Regions from separate parts of the Sus scrofa genome. Here region 1 is linked to region 2. A link is a contact called in public HiChIP or PLAC-seq data. All regions are on one chromosome and are shown on one strand. The core of a region is the stretch at or near the end of the contact, and the rest is flanking DNA. Distances in the headings are between cores, read along the strand shown.

The links. HiChIP or PLAC-seq counts read pairs in DNA pulled down with a chosen protein or histone mark.
Region 1: a contact with region 2 is called in an H3K27ac HiChIP or PLAC-seq map of skeletal muscle. The contact joins two enhancer-like sites. A contact is called at or near these places in 3 of 47 Hi-C or Micro-C datasets (embryonic fibroblasts, fetal skeletal muscle and skeletal muscle) and 1 of 2 datasets of contacts at active chromatin or transcription factors (skeletal muscle).

The regions. Positions count from the first base shown.
Region 1 is chr2:96,534,989-96,542,030 of Sscrofa11.1, forward strand. All of the region lies in intron 5 of LOC102159394 (a long non-coding RNA gene), which reads left to right. Among named protein-coding and RNA genes, the nearest start is that of MEF2C, 320 kb to the left of the region's middle. Within about 2 kb of position 3,478, at least 3 of the 83 cell types and tissues checked have an H3K27ac peak or open chromatin away from gene starts, as enhancers often do. A contact at or near this core is called in fetal skeletal muscle and skeletal muscle, where this site is marked.
Region 2 is chr2:96,280,384-96,287,669 of Sscrofa11.1, forward strand. LOC102159394 (a long non-coding RNA gene) reads left to right here and starts at 851. Exons shown (of 6, transcript XR_002341810.1): 1 at 851-1,916. It also overlaps a transcript of MEF2C not described here. Within about 2 kb of position 5,253, at least 8 of the 83 cell types and tissues checked have an H3K27ac peak or open chromatin away from gene starts, as enhancers often do. A contact at or near this core is called in fetal skeletal muscle and skeletal muscle, where this site is marked.

The DNA.
Region 1 (7,042 bases), core at 2,228-4,727, 250 kb after region 2:
TCAAAAAGTTGGAAATGTATTTTCTCATTTAGTATTCTTAAAAGAGCATTTAGGATTAGGTTCCCACCTACTGAAACAGCAGAATGAATGAATTTAAATTACACAGTGATAACTGTTGTATGGACCATGTTGGAAACCTCCTGGATACTGGCAGCCCATACAATCCAAATTATGGAGAATAAAGATTTATTTCTATGCTACTCTCTGATAAACTTTGAGAGCGTGAAAAGGAAGCTAATTGTTTTAGTATTTTCTGTATTGATTATGTTGGAGGTCGAATTGAATCAGATAGACATAATATATACATAAGGTGCTGAACTACTGGGATAATGCAGTTGGACTTGTTGCAAACACAGATATAATTAAGGATTTGTTAACACTTGTATAATAAACCTCTATTATCAAGGACTTTTAACTAAGTATTAAAAATTCACTCTCAGCTGCAACTTGCCATTCATGGTCTCAGCTAGAAAGCAATTTTCTTTTTACAAATTTTCTAGAAAAAAGAGTCTTCCCCTGTAAAGCTTTGTAACTGATTTTCCTTTGATAAAAAGTTTCAGGCATGAGTCTCCCTTCTGAAATGGAAAATTCCTGATGCATGAGAAGTTAAAGAGGGAACAGTGCATTTCCACATTAAATGTCCTTTCTCATAAGGTAGAAAACTCCTTTGTTAAAAGATGAGCTCATTCTTGTTTTAAGAAGTTAAATGACAGGTATTTAAGAAAAACATTAAAAAACCTGCTCCTTTTTTTCCCTAATACCACCTAGATGGTATCTATTTTTGTTGTATATTCTCCTATACATTTCCATGTATTTGTGCAAACACATCTTTTTTTTAATCACATTTTTAAAACTCAAGTTTTAAAATCTAAATCACATCCCAGTAGTGGAGCCAAGTTGGTTTTTGTTTTTGTTTTTTTCTGTCAAGACCAATAGATATAGGCCAAGCAGTACTCATTTTCCTAACATTTCCTTTGAGAAATTACATATTTATATATCATGAACATAGACTTAAGTAATAAAAATGATGGCCTACCATTTTGAATTATTTACCCTCAAAGAACCTCCATTAAGGCCATTCACAATCACACCAGCTTCTTCAAGTCCCAGCAGGAGAGATCCTGAAGGCTGTGTGGGGTCTGTGATAGGTGCACAGTAACCCTACCACTACTCCCTCCGTTTAACTTCAGTGGTTTCTACTGAACTCCACATCCCCAAAGTAACAATCATTGAATGTTTTGATGACTAGATGGAAACCTTTCTTAGATTCAGATCCCTGTTCTTTGTAGGAAGAAGTAGGCGTCCCAGAATCTAATTGAGCACAAGTTGAGAAAAGTTTTGTCGGAGAAGACACACGTTTAATGAGCCCATCATTTCAAATTTTTCAGTACTTAATTTAGTGATGATAGGAATAAATAGTAAGAGAAATAATAATACTGACCTCAACAAATAAAGGATAATTGCTTTGATGATCTTTATGGTTTATTCCTTTGGTGCTAAATTTATTATATTAATTTTCTCTTGCTTCATGACAAACATTTTATTCTCCTTCCTATACATGAACTTTGAAAGACTTGGAAATATGTTCACATATTCATAGTCATCACAGTGGAAATATGGTCAATAATATATCAAAATTCTTAAGCTTGGGTAAAACAAGTTTGAAATTAGGGTATTGGGTAGTACATTAAAGCCCCAATGGATCAGTTCCTTTCTTAGATTTTTGGTAGTCATCATTTCACTTCTAGATAACTTAGAATAGGTAGAAAAACCTAGAAGAGGAAATTGTGTGGAGAAAATCTGGCTGAAACAGTCACTGAATGATCATCGAATTTTGTTGAAGTAGTTTATTCATCTAGGGGAGTCCAGCTGTCTTTCTCCCACCTCTGTTCCTCATTTGTCCCTGACATTCAACTATCTGTTGAATTGTTGAAAACCTCTTTTTTTCACCTTAGCTGAATCATCTTGGACAATTTCAGTTTTACTAGTGAACTGAGCCAGGCTTTTAGGCCTAAACAACTTGGCTGTGTTAGACATATTTGAAATAAGCCCTAATAATTTAATCAGTGGATGACAGGAAATATCTATTTCTGTGACCAGTGTAGACCTTTGATTGCTGGATAGAGTAAAACATTTTCCAACATACTCAGTGTACAACTGAGATGAATACTTAACAAAGACTTTTCAGACTGTGAAATAGTGAAATGAGCAAAATAAGGGAAGAGGATTAAGAGGTACAAACTTCCAGTTATAAAAGAAATATACAGCATAGAGCATATAGTCAATACTCTTATAATAACTTATAAAATATTGCATTGTGAGGACAGATTGGAACTTATTATGCTCATTTTGTAATGTGTGAAAATATTGAATCACTATGTTGTACACCTGAGGGTTATATAATATTGTAAGTCAATTATACATCAGTATTTTTTCTGAAAGATTCAGTGGTTTGGAGAATTACCTAGGATGGGTCTTTCTTTTATCATGTAGTGTTGATAAACATGGATTTTCCAGAAATGTCTTAACTGCATGCTATATATCAACTAAAATCTCTATAGTCTTTCATTAGATCCTTTACTAGAAGGCTGAATTTAAATACATTTCAATGTTTATAGCATTGCCTGTTGAGCTACTTAGAAGCATAGGAGCCTAGCAGTTCATAGGTTTAAATAATACTTCCTTGTGTTCAAATGTTAATTTAATGAAGGCACAAATGATGAAGATAGTATGGTAACGGGCATAGGAGGAAAGAATTCTACCTGAGATCACCGTGTTCTCTCTCTTTGAAATATATGTTGTTCTCGGAGTTCCCATCGTGGCGCAGAGGAAACGAATCTGACTGGGAACCATGAGGTTGCATGTTTGATCCCTGGCCTCACTCAGTGGGTTAAGGATCCAGCGTTGCTGTGAGTTCTGGTGTAGGTCACAGATGCGGCTCGGATCTGGAGTTGCTGTGGCTGGGGTGGCTATGGTGTAGGCCAGCAGCAACAGTTCCGATTAGACCTCTAGCCTGGGAACCTCCATATGCTGCGGGTGCTGCAGTAAAAAGACAAAAAAAAAAAAAAGACAAAAGACAAAGAAAAAAGAAACACACGTTGTTATAAATGGACACCTCCTTCAACATGTTCAAATTTGAGTGTGGATTAACCTTACATTGACAAGTTTTAACAATAAATTGAAAATAATCAAATTTTATGCATTTTTTTCTTTCCTTACATTGTAGGTAAGGACATACTAAAAGAGTGTTATCAAGACATTGCTTTTCACATACATTCATTAGGAATTCAAAGATTTGGTAGCTGATGGTGATGTTAGTGTAATTAGCAGGAAAAAAATGGAAGAAATGCATGTTGCTATAGCAATGTGTTCATCATGAGTGATCTACAGCATAAACACCCAGATTAATTTACAAGATGCTAGGTAGAAAGCTACATGGCTGACTAGGCTACTCTCAGATGCCACAGTATTTGTTTTTATTAAGTATAAACATTACAGTGGAGCTTTCAAGGTATGTGTGCTTGTCACTGTCAATCACACAGGGGTTGCATTCCCAAAGAGTTTTCAATTCACTTTAAATTTTTAACGGATGAAGGGAAACATTTTTTAGAGAATAAAAAATATATATACTAGCATAGATGACATTTTGACACTGAAACAAGCTAACAATCTCCTTGTTCATGGGCAGACTGTGTTTCTGTTTCATCTGCACACTTGCTTTTGATACCAGAGGTATGAAAGTTTTAATGTGCAAGCGGATTTAAAAATACCGAAATTGGAAGCCATGGTGTCAGGAAACCTCTTAAGAAAGCACTTGTGGATATGAGCTGGATGACATTTTAGCCCACCATAGTTTAGGTTATTACTAGAAACTCAAGACCAAAAAGGCACCCTTACCTCATTGGGCTGGGAAATGTGATATGTGGGTGTATATATAGGTATGTGTTTATGAGCAAGTCTGAAAGATACAGTTGCCAACTGGATGCTTGTTGCTGATGGTATTTTGGGGTCCTATAGCCAGACACATGGGATGGTACAAGAGACCCACATTCCTCAGCTTGGCCAGTGGGGTGGTTCTGCAGCCTTGGCACAAACATAGAGCATGTTCACGATCTGAATTCCTCATTCTCCATTGCTTAAATAGGCCAACTTCAGAACTGGGCAAATGTTAGAAGGGAATAGAATGAGGTGGAAGGTAAAGAGAGATAGTGAAGCTTAGATGATCTGGCTGCATTCCTCTACCATTGACACTGATGGCTCACAGGATAATTTGGAGGTGGATTGTATGCAACTGAAAAGATCTTCATTAATTTGTTTAGCATGTACAAATAGCAGTAAAAGCTGTAAAGAAGTTGGCTGTTGTATTTTACTCACAGTGTTGTATATGATAAGACTCAAGAAATGGAGATGGCGTGTTCTAGTGGGACACTGTGTAGAATTGTAGTGTCCAGTTGGGATGAATCTTGTGTCCCTCTGCTTCTAGATTGCTTGATATAAGACAAAGTCATTGTTCTTGGGCAGCATACAACTTGTAGGGATCCCCAGTACAGAATTCTTGATAGAATGCCAACATGTTGAGGGCAGGACTGTCAAGGACATCAGGAACAGTAGGAATTGTTCTTGTGTCTTTTCTCCAGTGTAGAAAAGGATTGGTTTTCTGGGACCAAGTCCCAACATCTGGCTAAACCATGTATATTATGAGATTTGGCCAAGGGAATTTTTAAACTTTAAGCCAGGCCTGGCATTCACCAGTACTATCCCTATGGGATTTAGCCTGAAGACTAGAGCTTGCCAAACCCAAGTTTGGACCCTACATTGCTTAGGCTGGATTGACAGCCACTCCATAGAGGAAATGAACAATAAACATTATGTCCTTTGGGGTTCCACAAAGGAAAACAATAAACCTGCATCAGTCATGGTTCCAATAAAGGATGGGTTGCTTCAGGCTATTGCCCGAATAAAGGCTGTTGCAGGCATTCAGCCCCTAAAGAGAAGAACTTTCTTTTCTTGCCCCACCCTGTTATGGAGTCAGTTGCTGGCCACCAGTGAAGCTGGTGCTAATCTAATCAGGATGTTTTGCTTTAACTTCTGGTGTGGCTTTTTGTCTGGGTTGAGAAGGAAAAAAAGGTTTTTAAAAGTGCTGCATTTCCAAGTTGTTTGTATTGGTTTAAGTGTCTCTGTTATTTTCCCAGTACATATTTCACATCAGTGAAAACTGGTTAGGCATTTAGAATTTTTATCATATTACTTAAGGTATAGAGTATAAATGCTGTTTTGCTTGGTTCAGCATAATTTTCCTAAAACAAGCAAACCAAATTGTGCACACAGTGAGAATGGGGCAGGAGTGATACTAGGTGTTTTTTGAAATTAGTGGCTTTTAAAAAATATCTCTGCACTCTGGTCTATAGATTTCACTCTGCTCTACTTTTTCTTTTTTTGTATTTTTTTTTTTTTACCAATATTGTTTATTTTCTGTATTCCCTCAGAACATATATGCTCCCTTGATTTTTTTTCAAGTGCCTAGAATTATACCCAATACATAGCAGACCTTCAGTACTTGGTGACTATATTAAGAATTTGGATATTTTTTTGCTAGGACATTTCCTTGGAGAAAATTTTAAAGTTTTTTCTCATTTGGCTTTATTCAGCTAGAAGACATGAAAAATAAAGTAGTTTTTTAAAAATTTTAAATTCTTTACAGAAGTTTTACTTCAGTAAGCTTTATATTTTTAATAACTCCCCAGTCTTACTTTATCTGAAAATTACTAGTGAGCAAAGATAAGAGTAGGTAGGAATATAGTATCTTCCCTCAGATATTTTATTAACTAGAAAGAATTGTTTAATGGTAATTTATGGTTTGTTTTTGTTTGAGAATTATAAAATGAAAATGTTACTAAAGAGAAATAGCATTTAAGTTAAACCATAAGATAGTTCATACTTAGAAGTCACAGGATTTTTTTCAAATTTAAAGACCTTAAATATTTTATTTTACTTGGTACACATGAGTATGAGTTCTACATAAACAGAATTAGGAAATTATCAACCGAGGTACCAACATGAATATTTTAATTAAAAAAATGTGAATACTGTAATTTTGATGATGACGATGTGTGTGACTAAAGTTATGTTTGTGCCATGCATTGTTTTTAAATTCAAGTGCCGCAAATCCTCAGCAAAGATACAATCAAAAAAAAAAAAAATCAACTTTTTTTGAGATATTGAAATAGGCAACTTATGTTTTTGTTACTATCTTCAAGGAGGTCTAAAAATATAGTCAAATTTCACCCAGTCACTTATGTTGTTTTAAAAAAACAAAACAACACGGATATGTATGAAGTGTGTGGACAGCCCAAACTCCACGCTCTTTCCTCTACAATGTTCATCTCCCTGAGGGGATTTTTATGATGGAGTAAGAAAAATGCTCTAGAATTATAGGGGTCATACATAGCTGAATCTGTGGAATAATAGGAAATGCATGGTTAAATTCTATTGTATATATTGCTAAGCTGTCCTAACGGTATGGCAATAAAGTACAGTCTTCAGGTATTGGTCTCTCTATATCACTGGGGTAGGCAAATTTAAAGATTCTGACAGTAAGAAATAGGATAAACTTGATAATTTGACTGAACCACATTACAACCTCTGGAGTACCATCCATACTAACACTTAATTTACGTTTTTTCCATTCTATCAGCTATCTTGCCTGGGACATATCTTGAAATGTAGTTATTGGTAGATGGTTATTAGTGAAGGGCAAAATGTGCTGTGCAAGGCCATGCAGAACAGCAATATTTAAGTTCTGTAATGAGGAAAGAGAAGTAATTAAAGAGATAACAAAGTATCCAGGGAATTACTTGGGAGAAAATCATAAAAGCACCCAAGGATGGTGTCATGGAAGCCAAGGAAAGGGTGCATCATGAAGAGAGGTGTGGTCAGGAATGCTGCAGAAGTCCCTGGAGCAAATATTCTTTCCACAGTTGTCCCAGCTGAAAAAATTTCATCTTTACAAGTTGATGTTTAGACAATGGTATCATTTGGGGGC
Region 2 (7,286 bases), core at 4,003-6,502:
AGAAGTTACTTCACAGTTTCAGCTCTTCTTTGGCACCTTAAAATGCATAAGCACAACAAAGTAAATAGTTAAATTTTTTGAGCATGTTGTTATTAAAATATTCAAATTAATTTACATCTAAAACTTCAAATCTGAAGTAATATTAGTGTTAATTCTAATTTAAACATGGATGTGTATTGCATAGAAAATAATGAAAATTACCATTAATTGTGATAATACCTATAACTTTTAGTATATAGAGTACCAAATATCTAAATTTCAAAAATTCTTTAGGTATAGCTTTTGTCCATGAACAGTATATACCGTATGGCCTGCTTGTGATGAAGAATCTGCAATACAAAAAGGATTTCTTATTCCAAGCCAAGGTTTACTCATATCCTTTATCTCTAAAGATCCTGTATTTATTTTTATTTTTGTACCTTTATTTTAATTTCTGATAAGGAATTATAAGGAGAAAAGTCAAATTCATCATATTCCAAGCTAACAAAATTCATCAAGTTGGGGTACTGAAGTTGCAACTAAAGTCACTGAAAGGGCTTATTTTATATGCTTAAAGGCCAATTTTAAACACTTTGAGATTAACAATATGAATTCAGTACACAATGAATTCTACTACCAATAATACGTTACCTTTCCAAGCAGTGTTTAACCATACTGAGTACAGATGAGTGCTCCTGCGTTCTAGTCTGTTTGAAACCAGCTTTCAATGACTCTGAGTACACAAATGAACTTTTTCTTGGCTTCAGAGTAGGTGGAGTCTTCCCAACCTTGAGACATATCAGACCATGAAGGTCAATATCCATTTTCCCATTTGTATTAGCAAGAAGACTTCATAGTCAAGAGTCATTAAGATTTATAAAGCCTCTATATTTGGGTTGACATCCTTAAGATTTATTTTTATTTTTAAGTTGCTTCGCAGTCAAGGAGAAATGAAGAATTTTGGCCACTTTTAATTTAAAGGTGTTACCTGAGTTTACTCTTTTAGACTCAGGAACACAGTAAGTTAGTTTCAACTTCGTAGTCAGTACCTGGTGACCTGGTGAATTCCCTTTCTCCTAGCTCTGCCTGTTTTCACAGTTTATTAAATAGGAATCCTAATACACATCTCCCAGGGTCTTTTCACCTTACAGAAATGCAGTCTTCATGAAATTATGTCTGAAAGATGTGTTAAGGCTTTCAAAAATGCAACTACAAAGTATGATTGATGCATTTCTTCCTTTTCCTGGATCAGTACGCCTAAATAAGGCTTGATCACTAATTTGCTTGCGAATGTGCAGTTTATTAAAAAGCATCCACATGCATGGCTAAATTTAATAGACTTTACCTTTTACTTACAAAATTGTTAAATGTTCTTTGGAACATTGATTCTATCCCATTTCTTGAAATATCACAGAAACCTTCAATTCAAAGAATGGATTTTCACAGGTCCCCTTTTAACTTTTTTTTTTCTCTTGATACCTTGATATGTGTGCCCTTTAATTTTGAAAGATCTTTACAATGGGGTTGGGGTGGGGGTTAAACTTATTACCCTGCTTTTTTAGCGCCCACTTCTTTGTCTGGGAAGCAGAGGGCTCGGATTCAGTGCGGGCAGCCCCTTTTAAAGACCCAGACCAGGGACGCTTCAGGTTTCTGCAGCTTCACTCCGCGGAGTTATTGATTGCTGGCAGTAGCAATCTCTCAGGTTGATTTGTGTGGAAAGTGAGTCCTCGCTGGCTAGGCATACAGCAGAGACGCAACAGCCGCCAAGCCAGCCAATTATTGCCGGTCCTCCCTTCTATCACTGCCCTCGCTACCTATACACTCCCTTCCGTGTCTTTCTCCACTTCCCCCACCCGCGTTCCCCGCGCGGACGGAGCTGAGGGGGCGGGGGCTCCCTCCCGGGAGCGCTTCTAGAGCTCGGAGGCAGCTCGTAGGGGGTGAGTGCGCCACGTGCGAGCGCCACGGGCGAGGAGGAGGCGGGCTCCGGGCCCTCCTGGGGGCCCCGGGCCAGGGAGCACGGAGGGGAGGCCGAGCAGCCTCGGAGGGACGTGCACCGGGTGGCGTTTCGAGTGGGGGAAACCACCGCTCGGGGGGTAAACGGCCGGTGGCTTGGCGAGGAGGCCCGCGTGGCGGGCCGCGGGGACTGGAGGAGGGGAAGGAGGTGGTGGCTTTGGAAACGGGCGGTGGCGGTGTCGGGGAGTTGCCCTGGTGGTCTGGTGTGGAGGTCTCGGGGATATTTACCCTACATTGGCGAGAGACGACCCCCACAGATCTGGGGGTGAGTTCCGAGCGACGCGTGTAGCGAACCCACCCTCCCCCCACGCACGTGCACAAAGCGCTGGCACGCGGTCGGCGTCCGGCAGCACCGGCGGCCCCAGCGCCGGGAGCGCTTGGCAACAGCGTCTGTGTGGTTCCCGCAGGTCTTGCAGCCGCCCCGTCCCGCTCCAGCCAGCATGTTTTATCACTTGGCGCACGGAGGGGAAAGGACAGGGTCCCAGGGCCGGATTTTTTCGCCCAAGCTCTCAGGATCTACAGGATTATTTTTAAAACTACCAACCAATCGTTGGCTCTAGTAGTTAAGCTGCCTCAGTAGATCTGTGCGCGTCTTGGCCAGAGAAAGGCCACAAACTACAAGGAGAAATGGAGTATTAGAAAAAAAACACAAAAATCCAAAAAACTTCCTTTCCCCTTACATCCCTCTTTATTTGTTTGCACGTGAGGACAGTGCAGGGATCTTTTGTAAAATTATTATCACGAAGTAGAAATGTCTGTGCTGGTTTTGATCTGTTTGTGGAGCTACGGGATGAACCAGTGCTCTAAAGGCACAGTAGAGTACTTGGCTGAATAAATCAAAGGTGCAGAATAGTTATATCGTCATGTTCTTGAAGCTGTAAGCTGCTACCAATATGGTAGCCCTTGGTTGCATGTGTTTTTTTAAATTAAACTTAAATAAAATTCAAAATCAGTTCCTCCGATACACTAGCCGCATTTTTGGTGCCTAACAGCCACAGGTGGCAAGTGGCTACCTTATTTGACTGCCAGATGTAGAACGTTTCCATCATGGCATGAAGTTGGAATGTGCTGCTATAGAGTTTTAAATGAATGTTGGTTCAAAAAGAAACAACCTGCTTTATGATGCCAGTCAAATTTTAGGACACTCTTGGCATTTGGATTTCTTGGCACTAGTGTGAAAAGTTGTAAAGTCAGAATTTCAGTATCTTCTTGCTGAAAGAGGTCTTAGGGAACACTTAACACAGTAATTATTATTTTTTTTTTACAAGGAAAGGAAATTAAGAGATGTACCCCCATATCCTGCTATAAATTTGGAACAAAAATAGCCTGACAGGCTATAGTACACTTTGTGCCAGACTAGAGCAGTTGCTTGGGGTTGGTGAGACAAATTAACTCTACAGAAAGGTGACCTGACAGAAGATTTTAGACGAGAATATCCTTTTACAAGAGAAAATATTTCTTAAGGCTTTTTCCAGGAAGAAATTCCATTTGGTAAAGAATAAGGTGTATGGGGGATAGGGGATAACAAACTAAAAATGTATTATTGGTAGTGTCATGGATTCATAAAATGCCTTTTAAAAGAGACTGTTGATATAACATTGTGCTTACTTAGAAAAATTATGAGGAAATGGAATTACCCTTTTAAAGTAACAGTTAAAAAACACTCTTAAGGTAAGGGAGGAAAGGTGTTACATATGGTGAGAATTGTTAGCAAAACAATCTTCCTCAAATTCGATGAAGATAACAGATACATTGCTTATGTCTTAGACTGATATCACGAGGGTGAAATTTGACTGGAAAAACTTAATTACAAATTATGCTCGTTGAGACATAGAAGGCAAAAGAACACATACAGATTTAGAGGCAAAGCACAAACTTTCTAACTTCAATGCTTTGGTTGGTTTTGCCATGATTATCCCCTGTATTTCTTACTGGGAAGTAAAATGTTGGTATTAATTCTGGTCATTTATGGTAATTAGCTTTTAAGTTAATAAAGGAATCCTAAGTGTTCAGATAAGAGTACACACAAATGATAAATAAATTTAAAACAATAACAAGAAAATAGTTTTTAAAACTTGAATTTCTCCTGAGCTGATGCATTTGAATTATTGTCTTTTTTCTTTTATTATTTATTTCTTTATTCATTTATTTTTGTCCTTATAGGGCCCCACCCGAGGCATATGGAGGTTCCCAGGCTAGGAGTCCAAATCGGAACTGTAGCCGCCAGCCTATGCCACAGCCACAGCAATGCTGGATCCAAGCTGGGTCTGTGACGTACACTGCAACTCAGAGCAACGCTGGATCCTCAACCCACTGAGCCATGTCAGGGATCAAACCCGCATCCTCATGGATGCTAGTCAGGTTGGCTAACTGTTGAGCCACAACTGGAACTCTTTTTTCTCTTATTACTTTACCATTTGCATGTGGTTCATGGTAGAGGCATTCTTCCCATTCTCTCTGAAATCTGATAGCCTAAGGGAAAATCTTTTAAATTCTTCAGGTACTTGCAGTATGCTAGAAACTTCAACCTCTCCATGGCTGACAATCTAAAAGATTAGTCTGACTAGGGACAATCTCTGTGGCCAAAAGCCAATTGGCTCTATCCCGTCACAACTATATAGTGATGCCGAGTTATGGAACCTCCCTCTGCCTCAGTTTCCTCATGGATAAAATGTGGAACATAAAGTGCTACCTTCACAAATTTGTTGTGATGATTCAGTGAGCTATCTAATGTGAAGCATAGAGTTGGGAAAGTGGTAAACTACAGTAAGAACCATTCATATTCACCTTCAAAGGATTTCTACTTCTATGCCATTAAGTTCCATCTTCACCCCTCCTGGGCTGTCACAGTCGAAAACGTTGGAGAAGTAGGTTGTAGAGAGGTGGGGATTGGTTCTGGATGAGAACTTTGTGTGACTTTTTACTTTTAGGGGACAGATACCTTTAATCCTAAAACTTCCTGACTCAGTGGCTATAGATTACCTTATTTCCCTTTCATAGGCATGGTGCCTCTAAGATGCTTTCAAGCTTCCTTTGTCTTTTATTTATTTATGTATTTATCCTGAAGGATGCTTCTTTGTATGTGTTAGCAGCTTGGTTGTTGAAAAGGCACTGGAAACTCCAAGTCCGTCCTTTTTTCACCCTGGTTGACCTTTGGAATGCTGTTGTCAGCCAAGAAGACATTGATATCTTCAGTCTCCTGCTAGCTTGAATTCTTGAGGGCAGAGCCTGCTCAGATTATCTCCTGATGTCATTCCAAATGTCCGATGGCCATCTATGGCAACAGGGCTGGGCAGAAGCCTGCTGGGGAGGGGGAGCCTGTGGCAGCCTAATGGAGCGTTCTGTTCAAGAGGGACCTAGAAGTAGTTCTCTGTGGGCGCATGATTAACTTTACAGCTGTGTCTAAGGGACTGTTTGCCACTTCTTAAAAAACAGAAGCCACAGCATTTTTGTTTTAATAAAATCTCCCACTTGGGATGTGTATAGTTCCTATGATTTCATGATAGCTATAAATATGTATTACAGAAAAAAAACAGACTCAATGGACATTAATAAGCAATTTATATCTGGTATTTGTGTTAACGCTCCTTATTAAGAATATCACCTAAGAAAAGGACTTTTGAAAGGAGAGCATAAACTACCACATTACCTTGTTTCTTCTCTCTGTCCCCTGGCCAAATTAATTTTCCAAATTAGCTGAGAACTTTCAAATTTCTTCTAAAATATTTTATTTATAACCTAAAATTCTAAACCAAGCACAACAATATGAAATTATATTTTTTTCAAGGAAGCAAGATTTATATGCTTCAATACTCAATAGATTTAAAAACAAGGAGGACATAATTATATCTACATTCTAGTTTACTAAGAAAAGAGAATTAATATTTATTATTTGGAATGAGTTTTCTCTAAATTATTTTGGAATATGATGAGAACTAAAGTGCAATAAAACTTTAAAATTTAAGTAGGTGATTAAAACCGGTTTGTTTTACCAGTGGATGCTAGTCCATTGAGTCAAAGAGCCAAACCAAAGAGGTCTGATTTCTTATAGAAAGTTTTAAAAATAAATTTGTAGTTAATATTTATATATAAATAACATTTATCTTTGTAATACAAGGATTTTACAAAAATAATACTATCATAAAATGTGTGTTGAAATAAGTTCAAAGTATATAATGTTTAATGGTGACTATCAGTGTTGGATTAATAATGTATTAACTGCTTTAGAATTTTATTTCTTATCTGAACAAGAACCTTTTAAATAGGTACTACTATTTCCCCTAATTGACACATCTTAAAAACTAAAGCTTAGTGAGGTAACCTGTCCCAGGTCACATAGTTCTTTGCTGCCAGACAGGGGACTTGAAACCACGTAGGTTTATTTCCAATAGATGCCCTTAGCTACATGCTGTACTGCTTCATTATACTCATAAACTTTGCTCACTTATAGGGAAGATGAGAGCAGGAGATGATAAAATCGATATTTTTCCCTACCAGAAAATATTTTACAAATATGTATCTAACCCTGTGTCATCTTCTTCAAGGTAGATGCTTTAGGAGGTTATTTGCTTATTTCAGTAATGGCATCTTTGCATTTAAGTCTCAACAGAAATATCCTTAGGAATTTGCTCTGCCGTCTTAAAAGTCTGATTGTTGGCAAATCATTATCATTAAGGATGAATTTGTTGCTGAAACTAAAAACCAAATGTAATGAACAGGGTGCTTGATGGGAACTATGATGTGATTATAAAGCAGCAGATTATTCTATCTGGCTCATAAATTGACAGTAATCGCAGATACAAAATGTGAATTTAAAGAATGTCTCTGATATGAATGTAGTGTAGCCTTTAAGGAGACATTTTGGTAACACTTAGGAAAGTCTGATTATTTTTTTAAAAAAGTCAGCTTCACTAATGAAAAATTATATATCATGTATGACCATTGTGGGAAATACTTTTCAGAGAATGTACAACAGGCAGGAAAGCGTAAATCAGAGACCCTGGGTTAGAACCCAGGCTCAGACACTTAATAACCATTTGACCTTAATTTTCTAAATGTCCTCATTGTAAAATGGGGAAAGTGGCTGGAGCTCCCCTGGGTGATAATTTTGTTGACACGAGGACATGAAATTGTACTTCTATATTCACTTAATGCCTGGCATGTAGAAAATGCTCAATAAATGTTAGCTATCAATACACTAGTTCACTTTCAAGGGCTATCCCATTTTCCTGAACAACATCTCAGTGTGATTATATAACATTAATTTTAGATGTTTTCTATCAGCTTTCATGCTC